Linked DNA regions of Mus musculus: regions 2, 3, 4, 5, 6 and 7 are each linked to region 1. The links are chromatin contacts, called in public HiChIP or PLAC-seq and promoter capture Hi-C maps. All regions are on one chromosome and are shown on one strand. Each heading gives the region's core, a stretch centred on a gene start, on an enhancer-like site or on the middle of the called end of the contact. The rest is flanking DNA. Distances are from core to core; before and after follow the strand shown.

Region 1 (2,977 bases), core at 211-2,710:
CTAATTGCCCTACACATACACCCGACCTTACCGGTTTGAGAAGCCTCCACTCTCACCTGGAGCGAAGTCCACCGGGTTTGTGTTAACCACAGCCCAAGGGTGGAAAGGTACTAGTTGCTCGAGGCATTTCCCGGAGGGAAAAGGTCCGGTTAGGCACAGGGCGTCTCAGAGGTCCCTTCTGCACAGCCCCTGACTATCAGCACCTTCCCTCCCGGAGAAAGGAAACAGGAAAAGATAGGACACAGCAGTAGTTGACACCAGAATGTAGGCTCCTTTACGCGTATGGAGGCTTCTCTACGCAGGTTTTTACCTATAACCCTGGCAAAGTCCCCCCATGACCCCTGCAAAGTCCCTCCAGATCACTGTCCTGGGACGGAAAGAAAGGTGGGGCGCGACACGTGACCCTGGACCTCCCCACCCCCGCAAGAAGTCAGCGGGCACCTCTAGCTAGAGGTCTCCCACCTCTTAGGACATGCTTATGGGGCCACAAACTCTAATTCCCTTCGGACACCCAAGCTCACGACCTCCGGATCCTAATTGGTCTTATGGTCTCTCCACCGCCAAAAGGTTTGGGACCTGTCTTGCATCCCATTCTCCCCGCTACAACGGCAGAGTCCGCTCCAATAATTCGCGGCACTGAACTCCAGGAATTGTGTCTTCCTGCTCCGGTTTGCCACCACTGCCGGGCCAACCCAGAGTCAACTGGGCCCAGCAGTTAGAAAGTTAGGAAGGGAAGGGGTCCCCAAGGACCTCCTCTCCCGCCTTGGGCACTGGGTCCTTGGCAGAGACCGCCCCAGTGCCTCCTCTCCACGCGTAAACTGGGTACACACGACCTTTGAAAAGTAAACGCTAGCGAGACTAGACGACCTTGGTTGGGACGCGCTCGGGCAGGCTACCCAGAAGGGTGAGCCAGCATTGGGAAAGTTGAGGCGCACCGGAGCGCCCGGGGAATTGCGCCCTCACCTCCATCCTAGAGGCCAGTGACGTGAGGGGGGATGGGAGGGGAAAGCAGCGGCTTAAAGCAGCGCCCCGAGCTCAGCGCACGCGATCTGTCAGCAGCAGCCCTGGGACCGGGAAAGACCAGCGGGGCGCGCGGGTCATCAAGGCACAGACCCGCCCGCTTGACAGCAGGCGCGGTGCACAAGGCTCTCGGTCCCCGGAGTACCTGGCGCGCGCGTCGCACCCTGCACCTGCACCCCAGGCTCCCCATCACCCCAACTCGTTCTCTCTCCGGGCCCGGCGGGCGGGTGCCCGTGCCAGCCGTCACTTACCTGCTCCTGGGCGACCGTCTAGGCACTCAATCCTCCCGCCACCGCCCCCTGGCCCCCCACCTAGTCCAGCGGCCCTGCCCCGCAGCGCTGCACGGCGCTTCGGCCGCTCCCCCACGTGCTAGCCCAGGCCGGGCGAACACAGAGACATTAAATACTGAGGACGCGCAACGACGTGCCCGCGGCGCGACGCAAGGCCCCGCCCCTCGCCCTCGGCTCCCTGGCGTGCCCCCCTCGCCCGCTCGCTCTCCTGCGCGTGCGCGCCATCGGCCGCTCCCTCCCCCGACTTGCGCGCGCCTCTCTCCCAGCTGCGCCAAGAGGGGCGCGGTCAGGAGCTCTCCGCTGACATCCCGGAGCTGTACGGGCCCGCCTTGCTGGCGCTCTCGCGAGAGTAACAATATTCACGGCGGGCATGGGAGATGGCCCCTACGTCCCACACTCGGGCTGGGGTGGGTTCCTGGTGTCTGAGTGCTCGGCACAATGAACTTGGCTCGCACGGGGTCTCTGCTTCTTCTCCGGGGAGAGGTGTCAGGCAGGTTCCTGCCTTGGGATGGTGCCTCTCCTGGAAAAGGTTGCTGAGGCTGGTGAGGGACGATGCTACATTGTTCCCCTTGCCTAGGAATCTGGCTTTCCCGTAACCTTGCGAGCATAGCATAGCTTTTCGAGTATAATAGGTGGCCATTGGTTGATCAGTAATGTGGATACTGTGTAGCCCTCAAGGGCAAGTTGATTTCTCATTTTCGCAACTTTAGTGATGTCGAAGGGGCTTTTCTCTAAATGATCTGGGGTTTTGCAAAGTTTGCCTTCGAAGAAATGGTCACCATGAGTCACTGCCTCCCCCAACGACTTGAGAAAACCAAACTACCTGCAGATAATTGTATCCGACGGAGGTTCCACTTGCCAACCAGCCCAGCTCTGATCCTTAAAACCTAGGCACTTTCCTTTACTTGCTTATTTATTTTGATATTCTGAGACTGTGTCTCATGTCTCACGGCCTCAAGCTGGGAAGTTCTAGGTTGACCTTGAACTCCTGATCCTCCTGCCTCCACCTCCCTAAGTGTTGGCATTACAGGGCACTTTCAGTGCACATTTTTTGAACGAAATATAGGAAAGGTACCATACTAAGAACCAACCATTACTTGGGAAAAATCTTCACTGGTGATCAAATGTGAATTTTAAGTTTTAAAAAGAGACTATGCATACTGAATATAATTTTGAGTATCTACTGTCTAACTCATTTATTTCTTTTTCTTTTTTTTTTTTTTTTTTTTTTTTGGTTTTTCGAGACAGGGTTTCTCTGTGCAGCCCTGGCTGTCCTGGAACTCACTTTGTAGACCAGGCTGGCCTCGAACTCAGAAATCCACCTGCCTCTGCCTCCCAAGTGCTGGGATTAAAGGCGTGCGCCACCACGCCCGGCTTCATTTATTTCTTGAGCCAGCACTTGGAAAGCTGAGGGAAGATTACCACAATTTCAAAGCACCCTGGGCTACAGAGTTGAGATCTCAAAGTACACAGCCCAAATTGTTTTTAAAGATTATTTTTATGCATATGAGTGTTAGCTGCATACATGTATATTTATCATTCGGGTCCCTGGTGCTTGTGACGGCCAGAAGAGGATGTTGGAGCCTCTTGAACTGGAGTTCCAGACCAGTTTAAAGCCTCCACAGGAGGCTGGGGACTGAACTCTGGTCCTCTGGAAAATTGGATGG
Region 2 (2,977 bases), core at 174-2,673, 730 kb before region 1:
TGCTTTGACTACTTTCTTGAACTATTGAGTGTCTTGGATCTTACAGCCCAACTCTTCCTCCAAAGACTCTTCAGTAGCCACCCTAGGGTTACCTGGTGCTACTCATTATCCAGAGCAGCTGTTCTCAACATGTGAGTCCTGACCCCTTTGGGGGGGTCACATATCAGATACCTACATTATAATTCATAACAGTAGCAAAATTACAGTTATGAGGTAGCAGCGAAATACTTTTACGGCTGGGGATTGCCAGCATGTGAGGAACTGTATTAAAGGGTCGCAGCATTAGGAGAGTTGAGAAGCACCATTCTAGAGGAAGTTGGTTTCTAGAAACTACTCGGGGTGGGGGGAGGGGGTGTCTTCAACAATAGATGGATACCTGCCTTATCTTTTAGTTAGGCTCAATGGTGATGATGTTTAATAGTGATTAGAAAAAGCCCCTTCCCGTCTCTGTTGAAGTCTACACACTTTTCCCTTTTCTTCTCTACTCCACTGAGGCAGTAAATTCAGCCACTGAGAGATTTAAAAGCTTTGAGTAGCTGGGCGTGGTGACGCACGCCTTTAATCCCAGCACTCGGGAGGCAGAGGCAGGCGGATTTCTGAGTTCGAGGCCAGCCTGGTCTACAAAGTGAGTTCCAGGACAGCCAGGGCTGTACAGAGAAACCCTGTCTCGAAAAAAAAAAAAAAAAAAAAAAAAAAAAAAAAAAAAAACCAACAACAACAAAAAAGCTTTGAGTAGCAATATACTGGAGTAGGGGGAATTGAGTAGGATTGGATTCCATCCTGGGCCTGCCCTGTGTAAGTCCCTTGCCACTTACTACTGGAGCCTCAGGTTCCCCGTGTGTTCATGAAAACAGAGGTATCAGATTGGCAACATTGATGTGAAAATCAAATGTAAACATTTCTGTCAAGCTGTTCGGCGTGTGCAGGGCACCCAGCACTTAGTGACATTCATGGTTCATAGCTCTTCTGTTTGTTGTTTGTTTATTTCAGACAGGGCCTTACTATACAGCTCTGGCTGTCCTGGAGCTCTCTATGTAAACCAGGCTGGCCTTGAACTCACAGAGATCTATCTGCCTCTGCCTCCTGAGTGCTGGGAGCAAAGGCACAGGCCCCTACGCCCAGGTCAGAGCAACCTTTCAGCTGTGTCTTTTTAACAGTCCCACCCCAGGCAGGCAGCTTTCTTGCTTGGGAGGCATCTGGCTTGCTGGAGCTACGATTCCTCCAGCTTTTTGTGGCTGGGATATCCTGCCAAGGCAGGCCATGGTCTCCACCCCACCCCCACTCAACCAAGTGAAAGTAACCAGGGCCGGTTCCCTCTCCCCCTGTTCCCTTGCTCTCTTGAGAAAGGCAACTCTTTATGAACACAGGGTAGACTCGCTACTCATTCGCTGGTGTCTTTGTGACCACAGTTGTGGCCAAAAAGCCAACAGGAAGCCAGAGGAAGAGTCATCTGGGGACAAGCTTCGGTTCTCGATCTTTGAGCCTCAGTCTGAGGTCATGTCCTTGGCTGCTTCTAGGAGGCATTCCGTTTCCTGTCTGGCTGGGGAGAGCTGCAAAGTTGCAGCGGAGACAAATGCGATAAGCTTTCTAGCCATCTGCCCATGGCCTGGAGTTTTGGGGACCACTCTTCTGAGACCGTGGAGCAGCTGTGTTAGCACCACCTGGGCCATAACTGGAATTGCTGAATCTCGGGTTTCACACCCAACAGGCAGAGTCACAACCTACATTCTAGGAAGACTCCCAGGAGGTCCCGGTAGATATTAAAATGCTGAGAGGCTGAAGTGGACCACAGTTCTTAGCCATGGGTGCATACCAGACTCTCCCAGATTGCTTTTTAAAATGTACTGGTTTCCTAAGACCCATACTCATCCCCTGAAAAAGGAGAAGATATGGACATTGGTATTAAAGAGAAAAAAAATCAGATGTGGGATGTATACATATAATCCCTGCACTGGGACAGGATGGTCAGGACAAGACCAGGGTTAATGAGGTAGCGTAATGGGTAAAGGGACCTGCCATCAAGCTTGATAACTTGACTTTAACCTGAGGGATCCACATGGTGGGAGGAGAGAACCAACTCCTGAAAACTGTTCTCTGACTTTCACATACGGCCATAGCATGCACACCTACATGATCACTACATGCATGCAAAATAACTAAATAGTGTGATGTTTTACAAGCAGGAGTTGGGGAAGAAAGGGGTGTGTGTGTGTGTGTGTGTGTGTGTGTGTGTGTGTAGTAGGTAGTAAAATAGTCCTTAGATGATTCTATTGCATACCTGGGCCAGGGACGGATGTCAACCTCTCTCTGCCTTTGGAAGACAAGAGAGTGCCACGGCTGCCTGTGTTAAGCTCCTACTGTATACACAAAAAAAGATCTGTATTCTTGTCTGTCATTTCTATTTCAAACCTGCAAAGGTACTAGGGTTCTTCCTATCGTTATTTGAGACAATGGAGCACCACCCCGCCCCCCCAAGAAGGAAACGACACCAACCTGAGCTCCTCAAGGACAAATGGGAAACAAGGCATTAGCCACAGGGAGCTGAATCTCAGGCAGCAAGTCTGCTGCTCCTAGTAGCTAGGGAATGATGTCAGAGATGTGGCCAAACCTCAAAATAGAGCCGTGGAGGGCCTGAGAGTCTTCAGACAGGCAAGGCGTGAAGCACAAAGGAAATGGACCAAATGCCTGAAACTAGCCCTTTCCTGTAACATTTTGAACCATGTTCTTGTCTGATATGTTTGTTTGGTTTGGTTTTTCGAGACAGGGTTTCACCGTGTAGCCCTGGCTGTCCTGGAACTCACTCTGTAGACCAGGCTGGCCTCGAACTCAGAGATCCTCCTCCCTCTGCCTCCTGAGTGCTGGGATTAAAGGCGAGCGCCACCACTGCCTATTCTGGTTTCTAAGGATTGAAAATCTGCCTGGTGCTCCCACGGAATCTGATTCCTGGTTACCCTCGTCTGTCCTCCAGGTACAGCCA
Region 3 (2,977 bases), core at 173-2,672, 680 kb before region 1:
TGAGCAGAGAGGAACATGGGTCGGTCATGGGGGCTCCGTGGAGCTTCCAAAGAACACACACACCTTACCCTGCAACTACAGGAGACTCCGTGGGACTATACCACGGCAGGGCACTGGTAGACTGGTATTCTAAAAATCTTTGGCCGCTGAAGGTTAGGTTTGAGAGAAGCTAGTGGTCTGGTCCCTTTCTGTCACCATGTCCCTGGGATGAGCCTGGTAACAGGACAGTTTCAGAGCTCAGATACTGTCCCGCAGGATCCAAAGACGCAGGCCCATCTGCTAGGGTCCTTTGCTTAGGTTTTGCCTGAATGATGCAGCTACATCATTTAGTGACCTGTGACAGGGTCCCGCCCACGTGGGCTGCACGTCCAGACTCCACTAACCCCCCCCCCCTTTCTGGAAAGGCGCATGTCTGAGATCCTTCCCAGCCAGGTAGGTGGTCCAACATCCTGTGGTTACACATGACGTCATCATCCACCTCAGCCTGAAATTCAAGTCTAGGGGTTCCAGGGACTCAGTACCTGAAGATCCTCTTGGCCTCGGTCTCCTTCCCCTCCCCCACTGCTGCTGGGTTCTTCTCTCCATCTGCCTGAGTCCCAGCAGCCCAGGAGGCCCCTCCACAGGCCGCCTGCTGTTTTTGTGTGGAAATTGTTTTACCTCAGCAGCTCATTTCTCCCATTCCTTTCCAACCATAATGGAGTTGCCGGGCTGCCTGCCCTGGGCTGGCCCCCTCCCTCAGTCAGGCAGCTGAGGATGACTTCACCCCAGGGTTCGGAGGAGGATGACTGATGGACTTTCCAGGACCCGTGCCCAGCAGCCCGGGAGACTCTGGAAGAAAAGGAATTCTCCCCATGTCAACCCTCATCCCCTGGGCATCCCAGAAATACAAAAGCTAGAAGGGTCTTAGTCAGAGTTTGGACTCTCCCTGGGCAGTCTGGGTGGATTCCAGATATAACTGAGTTGGGGTGTTTACCTTGCCCCAAACGAAGCCTAGACAAGCCTTCTTCCATTATGGCTGGAAGTGGTGTCTGTGGGACTGACAGATGGGCCTTGGGAGGGAACCAGAGCTTGGGACAGGGACATAAGTGGCAGAGCAATGTGGAGGAGACCGAGCCCTGGGCTCCCCTGCAGGCGCCTCTCTGGATATCCATGTGTGTCTCTGGCTTCGAGCTGAGCTCCCCCTAGCACTTAGCAGCTGGTTATCCGTCTGCTGCTGCCCCCACCCTCCCCTCAGCCCTCCCCTCGTACCCACCGGGCCACCAGCCCAAAATAGAAAAAGGAAAGGAAGTTATTTCCACAAGTTAGCGGCAGACGGAAAAGCTCCCCTCCAGTGAGGGGGTGGAGGGATTCCTGGAGCTGGAGGCCAAATCAAAGCCAGGCCGAGCCCAGCATGGCCCCCACCACCTCCCCGCCGCCTGCTTTCTCCATGTGTCATTTCCCTGATTCAGCAGGACACGTGTCCTGCGGTTGCCACGCAGCAGGCTGCTGGGGAGTCCTGGAGCTCCTGGCCCAGCTCCAGGCTTCCTTCGGGCCTGGGCTTGGGATAGAGCCTGGGGTCAGGGCAGCCAGGCCCTTGGTCCTCTCCTGTCCTGGCTGCTTAGCACAGACACACCTTGTCTGGGAAGAGAGGCCCCATAGAACCCCTTGGGAACAAGACCCTAACTCTGGGCTCCATCTGTTCAAGCTGCAGCTCATGGGGATGTGTGTGTGTGAGTGTGTGTGTGAGTATGTGTGTGTGTGAGTGTATGTGTGCGTGAGTGTGTATGTGTATGTGTGTGTATGTGTATGTATATGTGTGTGTCTGTGAGTGTATATGTGTGTGTGAGTGTGTATGTGTGAGTATGTGAGTGTGTGAGAGTGTGTGTGTGTGTGAGTATGTGTGTATGTATATGTGTGAGTGTGTGTATGTATATGTGTGAGTGTGTGTGTGTGTGTGAAAGTGTGTGTGAGTGTCTTAGTACCTGGGCAGGAGAGCAGCAAGATCTAGAATTTATAACAAAGTACCAGGGGCTCCTCAATGTTCCCTCCCCTTTGCTGGCTATAGTTGAGCCAGAATGTGAACTCAGACCTGCTTATTGTCCAGGAATCTCAGGGAGCTCCCGCCTCAACAAACGAGGACAGAACGGGCTGTCGGCAGGCTACTTGTCTGCTGTTGGGGGTGTGTGGGGTGTGATCGCTATTATTTAACAGTCCAGCACTGTGCCAGCTAGGGACATAGCACAGAAATGTCTGACCCCACCCCCACCCCCCACCCCCCAGTCTGTAGGGGACATTCAGAAAGTCCGTATGTAAGTCTGCAATGTTGACTGGCTGCCTTCCTTCTTGGTCTGCTGTTTCCCTCGTTCAGCAGAATGCATGCCTGCACCTTTGTTCAGAAAGCGGTGTAGGCACTGGATACTCTGAGCAAGATCTCCATCTGCCCAAGGGCCTGGGATGGGCCAACAGAGCTATGGCTAAGCCTGACTATGCCCTGCTCTCCTTACCTCTCATCCCCCAGGATTGATGTCCCAGGCTCCGGACAACCTGCAAGCCAGAGACGCTACAGAAACTGGAACCCACCCCTGCTGGGCAGCCTCCCGGATGACTTCCTCCGAATCCTTCCCCAGCAGATGGACAGCATTCAGGTAAGAGGCTGCCCTCGAACCTCCACCCTACCTGCCTGCCTGTCCAGCATCTCTCCTGGGCTACATCTGTCATGGTCTGTACCAGCCAGTTTTACTTCCTGGTTTTCAAGCTCAGGCTGGGCTGCTTCTGTGGATTAGAATTTGTAAGGAAAGAAAGGCAAACCTACAGCCTCGCTTCCCGTCTGGCCTGGCTCTTTTGCTGCAACCATCACCTCAGGCTGGAGGGAGGGAAATGGGGTAGCTAATGGTGGGATTGCTGCTTTCCTTTCCATAGGCTCTTCTTTCAGAAGATGCCCCTGATATTGGGGCATGCAGCTGGCGTAGAGGGACATGTGAGACTGGGAGTCCATGCA
Region 4 (2,977 bases), core at 267-2,766, 630 kb before region 1:
AATTGGCAAGTTGTCACAAAAGCAATTATCCATCATTTATTTTGTTGCCACAACCACATCTCGAAGAGCACCTGCTGTCTGCAAGGAGAGATGTGCCACAGTCTCTCAGCCCTGGATCCAGGCCACTTATCTGACACAAAGACATCGCTTCCCCTCTGATTTAAAAATATGTTCTTCATTTCCTGCTGCGGTCTCATGCATCCTCTGGGGTGGGGGTGGGAGGAAGCCTCAAAGTGCCAAAGGAAATTCACGGGCTGTGAAGTCGCCTGAGGCCTCACAGGGAGGCAGGAGGCCTGTGGGATGCTGTCAGGGTGTGTGTGGAGGGCAGGGAAAGGGAGCTGTCCGGGGTCTGACTGGCTCTGTTTAGGCAGCCACTTGAGGGGTGATTTATAATATTGGCTCTTCTGTCTTCCTTTGACATACCCCGTACTCACTCCCTAGGGAACGGGGACTGTTTTGGGCATTTCCCAGAGGGAAAACTTGAACCCCTAGAACCAAAGGCCCCAAGTCACAAGGGACGTTTGAGGTTAGTACCAAGAACTGGTAAAGATTTCTGAATTCCAGAATTCTCCTGATCGGATGCTCACTAGCAGAGCCTGGTGGTTAACAGACATGCCCGAGTCCCAGACTGTTCAGGGACGGTCTTCTGTCCACAGAGCTCAGTTTCATACGCCCTATTTTATCATGTCAAGCTGAGGCAGAGTAGAAACCAAAGGAAGGAAGGGAGGAAAGGAGGAAGGGAGGGAGGGAGGGAGGGAGGGAGGAAAGAAGGAAGGAAGGAAGGAAGTAAGGAAGGAAGGAAGGAAGGAAGAAAAAAGGCCAAGGGCAGGTCATTAGATGTCATTCATGATAGAGCCTGGCACAGTGATGCCCAGTCTCCCCGAAGCCTTTGCTTGCAGACCTTTTAAGAGCCTGTTACCCCCACTCCCACAGACCCACCTGTCCACTGTTTTGAGCAGTGTCTCCCAACATCTGCACTGCGAGGCTCCTGAGAGACAGACAGGGGAGCCAAGTTGTCACGGGGATGTTTCGTTTTCCCTGAAACTGAGAAGCCCTCAGGGAGGGTAAAGCCTTGGGTTGGTTTGTTCTCTATAGATTAGAAGCAGGTGGAAAGAAATTAGCCATCTTATCCTCACTTCTGGAATGTTCTTATTAGCCCAGTCAACAAGGGACTCATTAAAAACAAAAGCCCCAAACAAACAAGAAACCCAAACTCCAACTAAAACAGAGAGAAACAAAAAAGAAAGCTAAAACTGCTAAGGAAAGGAAGGAAAAAAAATAAAGTCAGGTCTTTAAATAAACCAGCTCCTCCCCCTGGGTCAGACCAGCTCCTCCCCCTGGGTCAGACCAGCTCCTCCCTCTGGGTCAGACCAGCTCCTCCCCCTGGGTCAGACCAGCTCCTCCCCCTGGGTCAGACCAGCTCCTCCCCCTGGGTCAGACCAGCTCCTCCCCCTGGGTCAGACCAGCTCCTCCCCCTGGGTCAGACCAGCTCCTCCCCCTGGGTCAGTCACAGCAATTCCCAGGCTCACTATTTAGGAGCACTGGAAAGTTACAGCTTCCTCAACACAGGCAGACTGGACCGTCTCTTGCGATTCTTAAAAAAAAAAAAAAAAAAAAAAGCTCTCGATGCAGTCCCTGATAAAATTAACTAGGGGTGTGTCAGGTTGCTCCCTCTTGCATCAGTATTGTCCCTAAGGAACCTTCCTTGTGACCACGAAGTCCGTCCTGCCCCACCAGCATGGTGACCCGGACCTTTGCTCTTTGAGGGACGCCGGACGCCTCCCTCAAGTCTGAGGGGTTAGAACTTTAGAGTTTCTATGGAGCAGGGACAAGTTCAGGGCTCAGGGACGGGCTGTGCATGAGGCTCTCTGATCCACCCCCTAACCCGCATGGGCCCGAGCTCGTCAGAAAGTGAGACGCCAGCTTGCATGAATCACGAATGAGCTCACGGGCTCAGACTCTGAAAAGTAAGCTGGCTAAGTGGGTGAAGGACCATAAAAACACCTCGCATCATTCTTGACCCGGGAATCCCACTCGCATAAGCAAATTGCTTGGAACACAGAAGGAAGCCTTGTCCTCTGGCTTTATTTATATAGCGAGAGCAGAGGCTGTGAAGAACAAAGGCGCTTGGAGCACCAGGCTGTCAGTACAGGCTAATGCTAGACTTTCTTTTGTTTGTTAGCAGGGCTGTTGAGCCTACGTAATTTCCTAATTTCGTTAAGTAAGCATGGGTCGAGCACTTCCATAGCTAGAATCAGGTTTCATGTGGCTGTGAATACATCTGAGACAGAGACATAGAAGTCCCTCCAAAGTTACTGTCCAACTGCTCCTGTAAACAAGAACCTTGCCTTCAAGACTGGGGAGGTAGCTCAGAAGTAGAGCACTTGCCTACCACGTGTGCAGAACAACCTAGATTCCGAACACCAAGCACCACAAAAACAAATTACTTCCAACTTTGTGGCTTGAACAGCAGACATGTATTATCTTAATGGCTTTGTAGGTTAGAGGTGAGGAAGGGTTCTTTCTCACTGGGCTAAAATCAGGGTGTTGACAGGCCCACTATATGTTCTAAGGGACAATCAATTTCTTTGTCCTTTTAAGCTTCTAGCATCCCTTGACTTGTGGCCTCACTTTCTTTCCACTTCCAAATCCTGTAAGGGCAAGCCAGACTCTTCTCATATACACCACTTGGGTCTTCTTCCATAGTCACACTTCCCTCTGACTCTCCTGCCCACCTTTTCAGGACCCACGTGCTGGTAACTCTGGGCTCAGCAAATCCAATCTGCCCATTTTATTAAGGTCGGTGGATAGGCAGCCATCATTCCCTCTGCAAACCCAATTCCCCTTTGTCTCGTGATTTTGAGGACTCTCGGGGACACGACCAGGGATGGAGGGGGCTGGAGATACACCATTCTTCCAACCACATTCCTGACCCAGAGGCTCACAGTGCAGTGAGAAAGATACATAACATTGTTTT
Region 5 (2,977 bases), core at 343-2,842, 580 kb before region 1:
TTCCCTGTTAATTCTTACTACTTTTGTTGCCCCTGAATGAATGGGCCTGCTGATCGATCACATCTGGGCTCGTATGTTCAGGGCTGGAACAGACAGGTCCGTGCTGGAAGTCTGAGCCCGGTTCTCAGACTGGCTGGCCCTGCCTTTCTCTAGCTATATGACCTCTATGGTCACTAGCTTCTCTGAGCTGAGACAGATTAGATCAATGTCACAAACTCCAGGCCTGATTCAAATGGGCTGGATTAACATGAAGAGTAAAGTGTGTGTGTGTGTGTGTGTGTGTGTGTGTGTGTGTGTGTGTGTGTGTGTGTGTGTGTATTTGACTAGGTTGCCAACACTTGAAAAGTATTCACATAAAACCTCAACTGTCCCAAACCTCATGTGCCCTGGGTGATTGACAGGCTGGAATTCCCGCCCTCCAGTTCACCAGGAAGCAGCTGATGAGAAGGGTGCTCACTGAAGTCTCTCTTGCTTTTTTCTGGAGCCCTGCTTCTGTGTTGGGCTTGGCTCTGGATTCTCACTCTTCTTGGCCTGGAAGACATCTGCATAGGTAGCCTCTGGTTCCGTGGCCACTAGGTCCTGGGCCTAAGGGAGTCATCTGACTGTTTCCTGGGCTTCAGGACTCACCTTGGGCTGAGTGACTGAGGGTGCAGTGGGGAGATGGGGTCTGGGGACGACTCTGGTGTAAGGCTACTGCTCATTGGGAGAGTTGAGAGAAAGCCTGGAAGTGTTCCATACTTATTTGACCCCAGGTCTATACTGGGTCTCTCTCAACACCAGTGGCTCTCAGCCTTCCTGATGCTGTGACCTTTTAACACAGTTCCTCATGTTATTGTGACCCCCCACCCCCCAATTATTTTTGTTGCTACTTCGTAGCTGCAGTTCTGCTACTGTTTGCCAAAGGGGATGTGACCCACAGGTTGAAAGCCACTGCTCTAGGAAGCCAGCAATACCGGTGATGAACGGGTACGTGGACCCCCAGCCTTCCTTCTGGGTGCCTCTGTCGGTTCCTTTTCACAGAGCCCCTGCTTTTCAGAGATTAATTGTTGCCAAATACAAGTTATTTTCTAATCCTTTCAGGCCCCATTTAATCCTTCTGCTTTATTTTATCTTTTTTTTTTTTTTTTAAATAAAGTCGCTAAGGTTTTTTTTTTTTTAAATTTGTTTTGTGGATTTGCCCATGATTGTCCAGTTTGACAAATTGGATTCTTAAAGCCGATTCTCTGAAGAAAAGGATGCAACGTGACAAGACAAGAAACGGCTTATCCTCAAACCAGGAGGATAAATAATAATAATAATAAATAGCAGCCACCCTATTCTGCAGCCTTCCTGTGACTCACAGGGTGTCTCAGTTGTCACTGATAATCTAATCTCGCTAGCGTAGGTGAGGAACAGGACAATGGCGACCCAGCCAGGCTGTGGGTGTGATAGGCCTCTGATTAATAGGACTGTCCAATAAGCCCCCACCCTCAGGAAGATGATTAATGACGTTTGATGTGAACTCTGCCCTCCCCCAGTGGGAAGAGGGAGGACGGAGATCTGTTCACACAGAATGGCTCGTCCTGAAGGCTTGATTGATTTCTAAGGCTTTGTTCCTAAGAGGCTGTGTCCAGGGAGGGGCCTGGCACCTTTGTGTTGCATGGGCTTTGCCAAGTGCCTAGCCCACAGGACCCTGTTTACACGTCTCCTAGAGACCAGCCTTTTCATCGCCTTAGAGCCCTGGATCACATAAGTGACATGGCCCTCAGCTACTGCTGCTGAATTGATGGTCCCAGCTAGTGTGATCATTTTGACGTCTCCATCCCATAGTGCAAGGAACCCAACAAGGCATACTGTAGGGACAAGCATGGCTTGTGAACCCTTCTGGGATAAGCCACTGCATATTCTGGGTTTATAAGAGTATAGGCTGGGTGGGAGCATCTGGTCTTTGGGTCTAGCTTAGATGCCCCCAGCAGAGGAACTAGAACAAACCCGAGGGTTGTGACCTTTTTGGCAAACCTCTCTCTAAAAACATTTGCATTATGATTTGTAACAGTAGCAAAATTACAGTTATAAAGTAGCAATGAAAATAATTTTATGTCTGGGAGTCACCGCAATACCAGGAACTGTATTAAAGGGTCACAGCCTTAGGAAGACCGAGAACCACTGAACTGGGAGGAGTTTATGAATGGACACCTAGCTGGCTTTCATATGACATTCAGAGAGAAGGAGGAGGTAGCTGCCTGACTTCAGGGATATCAACAAGGTTGTGTTAGTTACTTTGTGGTTGTTGCAAACAATATACCCCATAGTGACTTAAGGGATGAAGGTTTTGTTTCAGCTCACAGCTGAGAGGGATTCGGTCCCTCACCATAATGAAGGCCTGGGACAGGAGACTGACGGAAGCATCCTAAGTCAAGAAGCAGAAAGAGATGAATGCCTGCTTTAAGTTCTCTCTGTCGTTAGTCTGGGACCCCAGCATGCAGATTCGCACTGCCCCACACTCAGGCTGAAGCCGGATAACTTTTCTGGATACACCATCACAGACATGCTCAGAAGTGTGTTTCCATGGCGACTGTGCATCCAAACAAGTTGACAGTGCCAATTAATTATCACAACCACCTCATACTTGGCAGTGATTGGGCCTTTTTAGCTTAGCTTTCTGGAAAAATTTCCAAATTTTCTCCCTTTAGGAAGACTAGGGGGTCCTTTGAATGTTTCTTTCTGGTTACTGGCTTTTTTTTTTAATTTCTCTTTAAAAAGGTGTATTTAAGTTTTGAAAAACATTTGAATTCTGTGGATGTGTATACATGAGTGCAGGTGCTCTTGGAGGCCAGAAGAGGGCGCCAGACTCTGCTGAGCTGGAGTCACAGGCAGCTATGGCCACCTGGTGTGGGTTCCAGGAACCAAACGTAGGTCCTTTGCAAGAATATTATGTACTCTTTAACACTTAATTTTATTTTTGTGTATGTGTCTTCTGGTGCCCACAGAGGCCAGA
Region 6 (2,977 bases), core at 207-2,706, 550 kb before region 1:
TGTCCTAGGCCAGTGAGCCACAATCTCATCATGTATGTGATCTTTTCCAGGCCATCTGGGTGGCCTTGATCCCTCTAGCCATTCCTTGGCAAGGAAGCAGTATTTCTATTTTACACTTGGGACAGAGAGGTCTCAGGAGGAGAGAGGTGGGAAGGGACATCATATCCTAACTGCTTCCTACATACCTGTTTCTTTGTTGTATAAGAGGAGCCTCGCATGCTCCTTTGCCATCTCCAGCATCCTCAGGAAGCCAGGGTTCTCCATGTGTGGAAACAGTCGTTTCATCTCTTATGTTTTTTCTAAACCAGCTTTCCGATGGGATTCTTGGGCCTGTCAGGTTGGCCCCCAGTTACTCTCTAGAGAGTAGCCTCTGAGGTGGATGTAGGAGCACATGCCTACAAACCTCCCCCTACTCCACCCCAGAAGGCTCAGGCAGGAAGCTTGTCCTAAGTTTGAGGCCAACCTGGGTTATAGAGGAAGACTCTGCCTCAAAACACCAAACAAAAGCCATGAAAAGAGGAGTGTCTTCAAACAGTAGCCCTCACTTGTCTGTGAGCACTTGTGGGGTGGGGGAGAGTAACTCCCAGGGTTCACTCACCATCATTATTGCATTGTGGGCTGTGAGGAGAACTCTCTCTCATGTCTGCCAGTATCTGGGGGCTTACTGGCCACCCATAGCATGGAGTGGTACTCCTCCGTGTTCCTCACTTGCAGAAATGGCATTTCAGACTGCTGTCATTGTCACGCACCATTCTGCCCTCCTATGTCCATCTCAATGTCTATCCTAAGGACACTAGTCACATGGATACAGATCCACCCCTGCAGGATGACCTCATCAGAAATACACTAGCAACAACCTATCTCCAAAGAAAGTCATGTTATGAGACACTGGGGTGAGGATTTGGAAAGATCACTTTTGGGGACACATTTCAAACCCGATCTATAGTTGCTGGGAACCCCTGTCCCTACAAAGGCCACAGAAATGGCCAGTGTCAACACTGCCAGCCCATTGCAAGATGCCACCGGGAAGGGCTGTATTGGCGTCATTGTCCTTTGCTCTGACAGAGCCAAAACAAGATGCAGTCCACACTCAGTAAATGATCCTCGATGCTGTTGGTGACAGTGTCTTGCTTGTCCTGGCTCAGCCTCGAGATCTGGCCACAGAGCTGTTCCTCAGCACACAATCTACCCAGTGCCAGTTTGTCAGGAACTTTGTGGTCTGGTCTTTGTGAACCCTGACATCACAGTCTCCTTCATCACCAGTCCTGGGAGAGGCTAGCCCCCCCCCAACCCCCAATGGGGCCCTTACTTTTAGTGTGACAGCTATTTTATCTGGGCAGTAGGGAAACAGAGATATTTTAAGATGAGTGTGTCAGCTGGGGTCAGTTTCCGCTCGGCTATCGCTGGCGCTGTCAGGAGGAGAGCGGGTTTGGCTGTCCGGAGGGAGCCCATCAATCACTCCTGACAGCCCTTAATCAGACAAAGGAGCCCTCACCACCGAGGCACAGAGACGGAGAGACTATAGTTTTGTTCAGCTCAACAAAGAATTTTGGACAGGAGTTTTAAGTTGTGAATACAATCTCTCTATCTTCCAAGCATTTAGACCCCCAAAGCCTCAGGTCTGAGGACCTCCTACCTTTCTTCTAGGAAACTGGTCTCTTTACTCAAAGACAGACAAACAGATACACGCACACACACATACACATGTACACATGCATGCACACACACACACACACACACACACACACACACACACTCACACACAGAATGAAAATAAATAAGAGCAGGGAAAATGCACATCAAAAAGAAGCCTATGGTTCTTAATGGGTGCAAAAGGCTCATGAACAAAGAGACTCCATGCCACGCGAGGAGCCCTGGCACTAAGGTGGCTCAGAATGCTAGGGAAACCCAGAAGGTCTCAGCCAAATCCACTTGTTTACACCTTCTTCTGACTGCTTTTATTCTAGCAGGCCCAGGATGGTGGCTGCAAGAGATACTGCGTGGCTTGTGAAAATAGTAACATAAATCTTTTGTTGAGTTGTCGCTTTCCATCCTCCACCTTGACCGAAGCAGATCTCAAGGCGGGGCTGCTGAATGAGAAAATAAATGGGTTTAATAGTTACACAGAGCCTGCATCTCATCTTATTGCTCCTCATCTTTTGGCTTGGTGTCCCCCTGCATCTGCTGTCATCTCTCAGCCTGGGTGTGACAGCACTGACCTTTCAGTAAGATAAAGCAGAGGGTAAGGCCGGGCACTCGTCCTCTATCTTGCACGATGGCTACTTGCCAGCACATAGATTCTAGAGGGGCTCACTCTCTCACTGGGTTGGCAGCGGAAGGCTCCTCTGCCTTCGGGGGAGTACACTATCAGAGAGAGCTCAGAGGCAGTGGGAAAGGCCAAGGCCCTGCCCTGAAATCTATGAGATCTAACAGCAGAAACCAACAAAAAGCTCTTCCTGGAAAACAGGAAGAATGGTTGGCTTTCTCCAGTTTGAAGGGATGCAGTAGCAAAGTGGGAAATCTAGAGTAGATGAGGCTGTTGTCTCCTTACCCTCAAAGCTCTCTCCCTGTCTGCTCCTCACCCCCAACCCTCTCATCCATCTTTCCCTGTCTGTTCCCCCCACCACCACCCCTGAGACTGGGTTTCTCTGTGTGGCCCTAGCTGTCCAGAAACTCACTCTATAGACCAGGCTGGCCTTGAACTCAGAGATACATCTGCCTCTGCCTCCCAAGTGCTGGGGTTAAAGTTGTGTGCCACCCCTACTGGCTCCCTCTGTCTGCTCCTAAGCGGGCCTTGCTCCCTCCTCTTTCTGGCACTCTGGTTTGTCCCATGTGGTGGGGTGTGCGGTCCCTTCCAGCTCTGAAGCTCTTTCCCATGTTGTAATCCCAGATGTCAGGAATCTCCCTTTACAATGCCTATTTAGAACAATTTTGGAGAAAGCCTCAGATTTGGGACAACACACACACACACCCCCTT
Region 7 (2,977 bases), core at 353-2,852, 530 kb before region 1:
GTTTTGGCAGGGAGGTAGGTCAGCAGATGGGGGCATCCACGTTGTCGTGTTCATGGTGGTTTGTGTTATAGATGCTGGGGTCCAGGGAGCCTTGTTGTTGGCGAGAGGCATAGGTCGTGAGGCTGGATCAGCAGACAGGTACTGAATGAGCCCACGTTTCTCAACTCTACAAGACGTAACACTTCTTTACATAAAGGCATTTAATGTTCTCTTTACTAGCCTCAAAGAAAATTCACACGTCATTGATGGACACATCATATTAGTTGATCCTTTTCCCATTGTAACTGAGTACTTGGTAAGAAGCTTGTGGGGTCTGAGGGGATGGCGTGGCTGGTAATAGTGCTTGCTGCTCTTGCAAAAGACCCAAGTTTAGTTTCCTGCACCCACAGCTCACAACCACACTCAGTTTATGCAGTGCTGGGGCTCAAACCCAGGGCGCTGTAAATGACAGCCAAGTGCTCTCCCTGCTCCTACCAACTGAATTACACCCCAGGTCCTGGGCTCACTGAGGGTACAACCCACGATTGCAGGGAAGGCTTGGTGGTCAGAGTGGTATGTGGCTGTGCTGGTGGGAGGTGGGTGAGATTGCTTGGTTGTCTAGGAACCACAGATTGGGCAGAGGGCAAGCTTAGGCTATAAAACCTCAAAGCCCGCTTCCTTCAGCGAGGCTCCGTCTCCTAAAGGTTCCACAATGTCCCAGACGGTGCCATCAGCCAGGGACCAAGAAGCTTAACATGTAACTTATGGGGACACTTCACAGTCAAGCCATAAGGCATACATTTTCAAAAATCTTTTGTCCAGGTACACTAATGCAAAGCACATAATATGAATAAGAAATAGAAAGCAATTATAACAAAATAATGTGTTTTGTTATGTACACATTTGGATGTGTAAGTATTTGGGCAGAGTCTGCCTTATACTAGTCAGTTTTTCTGTCATGGTGACAAAATGCATTTCATTTCAGGAAAAATGAAAGCCAGCAAGATTTATTTTGGCTCTGGGTTTCAGGTTTTTTCAGCCCACGGTTGGCTGGGTTTTTTTTGAGGCTTTGGTGGAAGGGAAGCCAGCCAAAAATGGTGGGAAGCCATTTTGGTCACCACATAGTCACCAGAAAGCCCAGAGAGGTGGTGCAGTCTCATGGGGCAGAATGCACACTCTGACAGCTGTGGTGCATGGATGGAGACAGGGGAGGACCATTGCTAGCCACTGTGTCACCAGAGAAGGCATCTCTGTGAGGACACAGGGGACAGACCACTACCTGCCGCAGAGCCTGAGACAACTGTCGAATCACACAGACCACTGACGGGTTGGGTTAAGGGGCAGGAAAGGATAGAATTTGGGTTCTGAGAAAAAAATAATTAAATTTGGTCTGCTGTTCCAGAGAGTCAGTCACACCACCGAATGGATAATGGTGTCCTCCCTTCTCTCCCTAGGTTCCTGTATCAGCTGTGTGACAACCCAATCCTGTCTTCCATCCCCAGCTGGAAGGCGCAGCCTTGCTTGCCAACCTTTTTCTCCTGAGGAGGGAAGGGGCCCGCACACCCCGGCGGCGGCAAACACAGCTGCTCGGCACTCAGACTCAGGGAGTGAGGGCAGAGGTGCTGGCCTAGCTCCAGCTGGCTCTGATTCCGAGAATCACTTCTGGAGGACTTGGAGTGTGCCAGTCCCTCAGCGGACCTTCCCCTGACAGCTCCATCTTCTCATTCCTGACTCCCTATCCCCATGTATACATCCGGGTGACTCAGAGGTACCATGAAAGGCGATGGAAATCTTTCATGAAGTGGCTTAAAAGCCTTAACAACTATCCTTCACCTTCAGAGAAAGCCTTACTTAGTTTTGCTCAAGTTTGTTCTGCCACCATAGTCTGGGTGGCTTTAATGATAGGCAGTAGGGGTAGCTGGGAAGTCCAAGGTCAAGAAAATGGCCATCTGGTGTCTAGTGAGAGCGTGCTTTCTGGTTTACAGATAGTGTTTTTGTGCTGTGTCTTCCCATGGCAGGAGAGGAACGTGGGAGCTTTCTAAGGATCTCATAAGGGCACGAATCCTATTCTGGGGGGTGGGGTTCCACCCTCATGACCTACTCATTCTCCTAAGCCTTTGCCTTCTAATAGCACCACACTGGGAATTTAGACCTCGTCATGAATTTGAGGATGAGGAATGCAAACATTCCTGAATCTGAGTCTAAAGCAAAGCCCATGGGCTGCATAGAGCTCGCCACAACCTAATAGAGATGTTGTTATCCTCATTTTACACACACACACACACACACACACACACACACACACACACACACACACACTTTCTTTACTTTAGTTGCTTCTTCACTTAATTTTCTTCAGCTCTTGCCCCCTCTCAGCATATCCTTTAAACTTCTGTCCATTTAAAAGAGGATTCTGTTTGGGCTCTTGGGCTTTTCCTGGAGTGGATATTTCTCATCCTCTCCTATCATTTAAATCTGCCCAAATGAGGTCCAACTTGGCCAAGACCAAATTCCCCCGGGGAATCATGGGAGCAAGTGAGAGCCAAGGAGAGGTTGACTTTTTTGAGTACCGTTCTTTGCATATGGCAATGTCAGCATTAGCCAGGCGAAATTGTATCAGCCCGCACTTCCCCATGCCCACTGACACACGCAAGTCGCACCTGTACTCTTGTCAGACAGCCACCTGTGCTGGCCCCCGTCATCTCCTCTACCCAATTCTTCACGGACATTTTACCTTTGGTCGGTATTAACTTCTGATATTCATAACCACGACTTTGATTAATGCAAGACTTCAAAGCACCTTTTGAATCATTAAAGAAAGATTAAATTATCTTCAGGATAGTTTCAGTATTAAGTGTGGTGGAGCTAATTCAGGTTCTCTGGAAATTGACAATATGATCCATTTCTACTTTATATAATCAGAAGACTCAGATTAAACTCACGTAAGAGTCCAGCCAAACTGGGTTACTCCGAATAGGAGGTGAGTCCACAGGAAACC

The links. Promoter capture Hi-C pulls out the DNA fragments that hold promoters and counts their contacts. HiChIP or PLAC-seq counts read pairs in DNA pulled down with a chosen protein or histone mark.
Region 2: a contact with region 1 is called in a promoter capture Hi-C map of pre-B cells, with 2.9 times the contacts expected there. The contact joins the enhancer-like site here to the promoter of Akap1 in region 1. A contact is called at or near these places in 5 of 39 promoter capture datasets (the 3T3-L1 cell line, the C10 cell line, embryonic stem cells and 2 more), 6 of 115 datasets of contacts at active chromatin or transcription factors (embryonic forebrain, embryonic stem cells, epiblast stem cells and 2 more) and 1 of 9 other capture datasets (adipose tissue).
Region 3: a contact with region 1 is called in a FOXA1 HiChIP or PLAC-seq map of pancreatic cancer cells. The contact joins the enhancer-like site here to the promoter of Akap1 in region 1. A contact is called at or near these places in 13 of 39 promoter capture datasets (3T3-L1-derived adipocytes, the C10 cell line, the HPC-7 cell line and 7 more), 12 of 115 datasets of contacts at active chromatin or transcription factors (bone marrow-derived macrophages, embryonic basal ganglia, embryonic forebrain and 8 more) and 1 of 9 other capture datasets (liver).
Region 4: a promoter capture Hi-C map of pre-B cells shows a contact between it and region 1, with 7 times the contacts expected there. The contact joins the enhancer-like site here to the promoter of Akap1 in region 1. A contact is called at or near these places in 15 of 39 promoter capture datasets (the C10 cell line, the HPC-7 cell line, HPC-7-derived erythroid cells and 9 more), 14 of 115 datasets of contacts at active chromatin or transcription factors (the NIH/3T3 cell line, acute myeloid leukemia, bone marrow-derived macrophages and 11 more) and 2 of 9 other capture datasets (adipose tissue and liver).
Region 5: an H3K4me3 HiChIP or PLAC-seq map of neural tube shows a contact between it and region 1, with 4 times the contacts expected there. The contact joins the enhancer-like site here to the promoter of Akap1 in region 1. A contact is called at or near these places in 11 of 39 promoter capture datasets (the C10 cell line, the SN4741 cell line, cranial neural crest and 7 more), 16 of 115 datasets of contacts at active chromatin or transcription factors (the 230-238 cell line, acute myeloid leukemia, bone marrow-derived macrophages and 11 more) and 2 of 9 other capture datasets (adipose tissue and liver).
Region 6: a contact with region 1 is called in a promoter capture Hi-C map of the HPC-7 cell line, with 4 times the contacts expected there. The contact joins the enhancer-like site here to the promoter of Akap1 in region 1. A contact is called at or near these places in 13 of 39 promoter capture datasets (the C10 cell line, the HPC-7 cell line, HPC-7-derived erythroid cells and 8 more), 5 of 115 datasets of contacts at active chromatin or transcription factors (acute myeloid leukemia, embryonic hindbrain, large pre-B cells and 2 more) and 1 of 9 other capture datasets (liver).
Region 7: a promoter capture Hi-C map of neural stem cells shows a contact between it and region 1. The contact joins the enhancer-like site here to the promoter of Akap1 in region 1. A contact is called at or near these places in 5 of 39 promoter capture datasets (the C10 cell line, cranial neural crest, embryonic stem cells and 2 more), 7 of 115 datasets of contacts at active chromatin or transcription factors (the SCID.adh cell line, acute myeloid leukemia, bone marrow-derived macrophages and 4 more) and 1 of 9 other capture datasets (liver).

Annotation. Positions count from the first base shown.
Region 1 is chr11:88,863,126-88,866,102 of GRCm38.p6, forward strand. It overlaps Akap1 (A kinase (PRKA) anchor protein 1), which reads right to left and starts at 1,461. Exons shown (of 11, transcript NM_001042541.1): 1 at 1,272-1,461. All of the region lies in intron 3 of 4930556N13Rik (RIKEN cDNA 4930556N13 gene), which reads left to right.
Region 2 is chr11:88,130,673-88,133,649 of GRCm38.p6, forward strand. The region is part of intron 1 of Cuedc1 (CUE domain containing 1); the gene reads left to right. Among named protein-coding and RNA genes, the nearest start is that of Cuedc1, 33 kb to the left of the region's middle. Within about 2 kb of position 1,424, at least 155 of the 459 cell types and tissues checked have an H3K27ac peak or open chromatin away from gene starts, as enhancers often do. A contact at or near this core is called in adipose tissue, embryonic stem cells and pre-B cells, where this site is marked.
Region 3 is chr11:88,179,984-88,182,960 of GRCm38.p6, forward strand. Cuedc1 (CUE domain containing 1) reads left to right here. Exons shown (of 11, transcript NM_198013.3): 4 at 2,498-2,624. Among named protein-coding and RNA genes, the nearest start is that of Mrps23, 23 kb to the right of the region's middle. Within about 2 kb of position 1,423, at least 182 of the 459 cell types and tissues checked have an H3K27ac peak or open chromatin away from gene starts, as enhancers often do. A contact at or near this core is called in bone marrow-derived macrophages, embryonic limb bud, pancreatic cancer cells and 1 more, where this site is marked.
Region 4 is chr11:88,233,980-88,236,956 of GRCm38.p6, forward strand. All of the region lies in intron 1 of Gm38534 (a long non-coding RNA gene), which reads left to right. Among named protein-coding and RNA genes, the nearest start is that of Gm38534, 4.5 kb to the left of the region's middle. Within about 2 kb of position 1,517, at least 249 of the 459 cell types and tissues checked have an H3K27ac peak or open chromatin away from gene starts, as enhancers often do. A contact at or near this core is called in the HPC-7 cell line, the NIH/3T3 cell line, adipose tissue and 9 more, where this site is marked.
Region 5 is chr11:88,279,084-88,282,060 of GRCm38.p6, forward strand. No RefSeq gene overlaps it. Among named protein-coding and RNA genes, the nearest start is that of Gm34366, 11 kb to the left of the region's middle. Within about 2 kb of position 1,593, at least 15 of the 459 cell types and tissues checked have an H3K27ac peak or open chromatin away from gene starts, as enhancers often do. A contact at or near this core is called in neural tube and pancreatic cancer cells, where this site is marked.
Region 6 is chr11:88,312,400-88,315,376 of GRCm38.p6, forward strand. No RefSeq gene overlaps it. Among named protein-coding and RNA genes, the nearest start is that of Ccdc182, 20 kb to the left of the region's middle. Within about 2 kb of position 1,457, at least 23 of the 459 cell types and tissues checked have an H3K27ac peak or open chromatin away from gene starts, as enhancers often do. A contact at or near this core is called in the HPC-7 cell line, where this site is marked.
Region 7 is chr11:88,329,414-88,332,390 of GRCm38.p6, forward strand. No RefSeq gene overlaps it. Among named protein-coding and RNA genes, the nearest start is that of Mir378b, 22 kb to the right of the region's middle. Within about 2 kb of position 1,603, at least 21 of the 459 cell types and tissues checked have an H3K27ac peak or open chromatin away from gene starts, as enhancers often do. A contact at or near this core is called in neural stem cells, where this site is marked.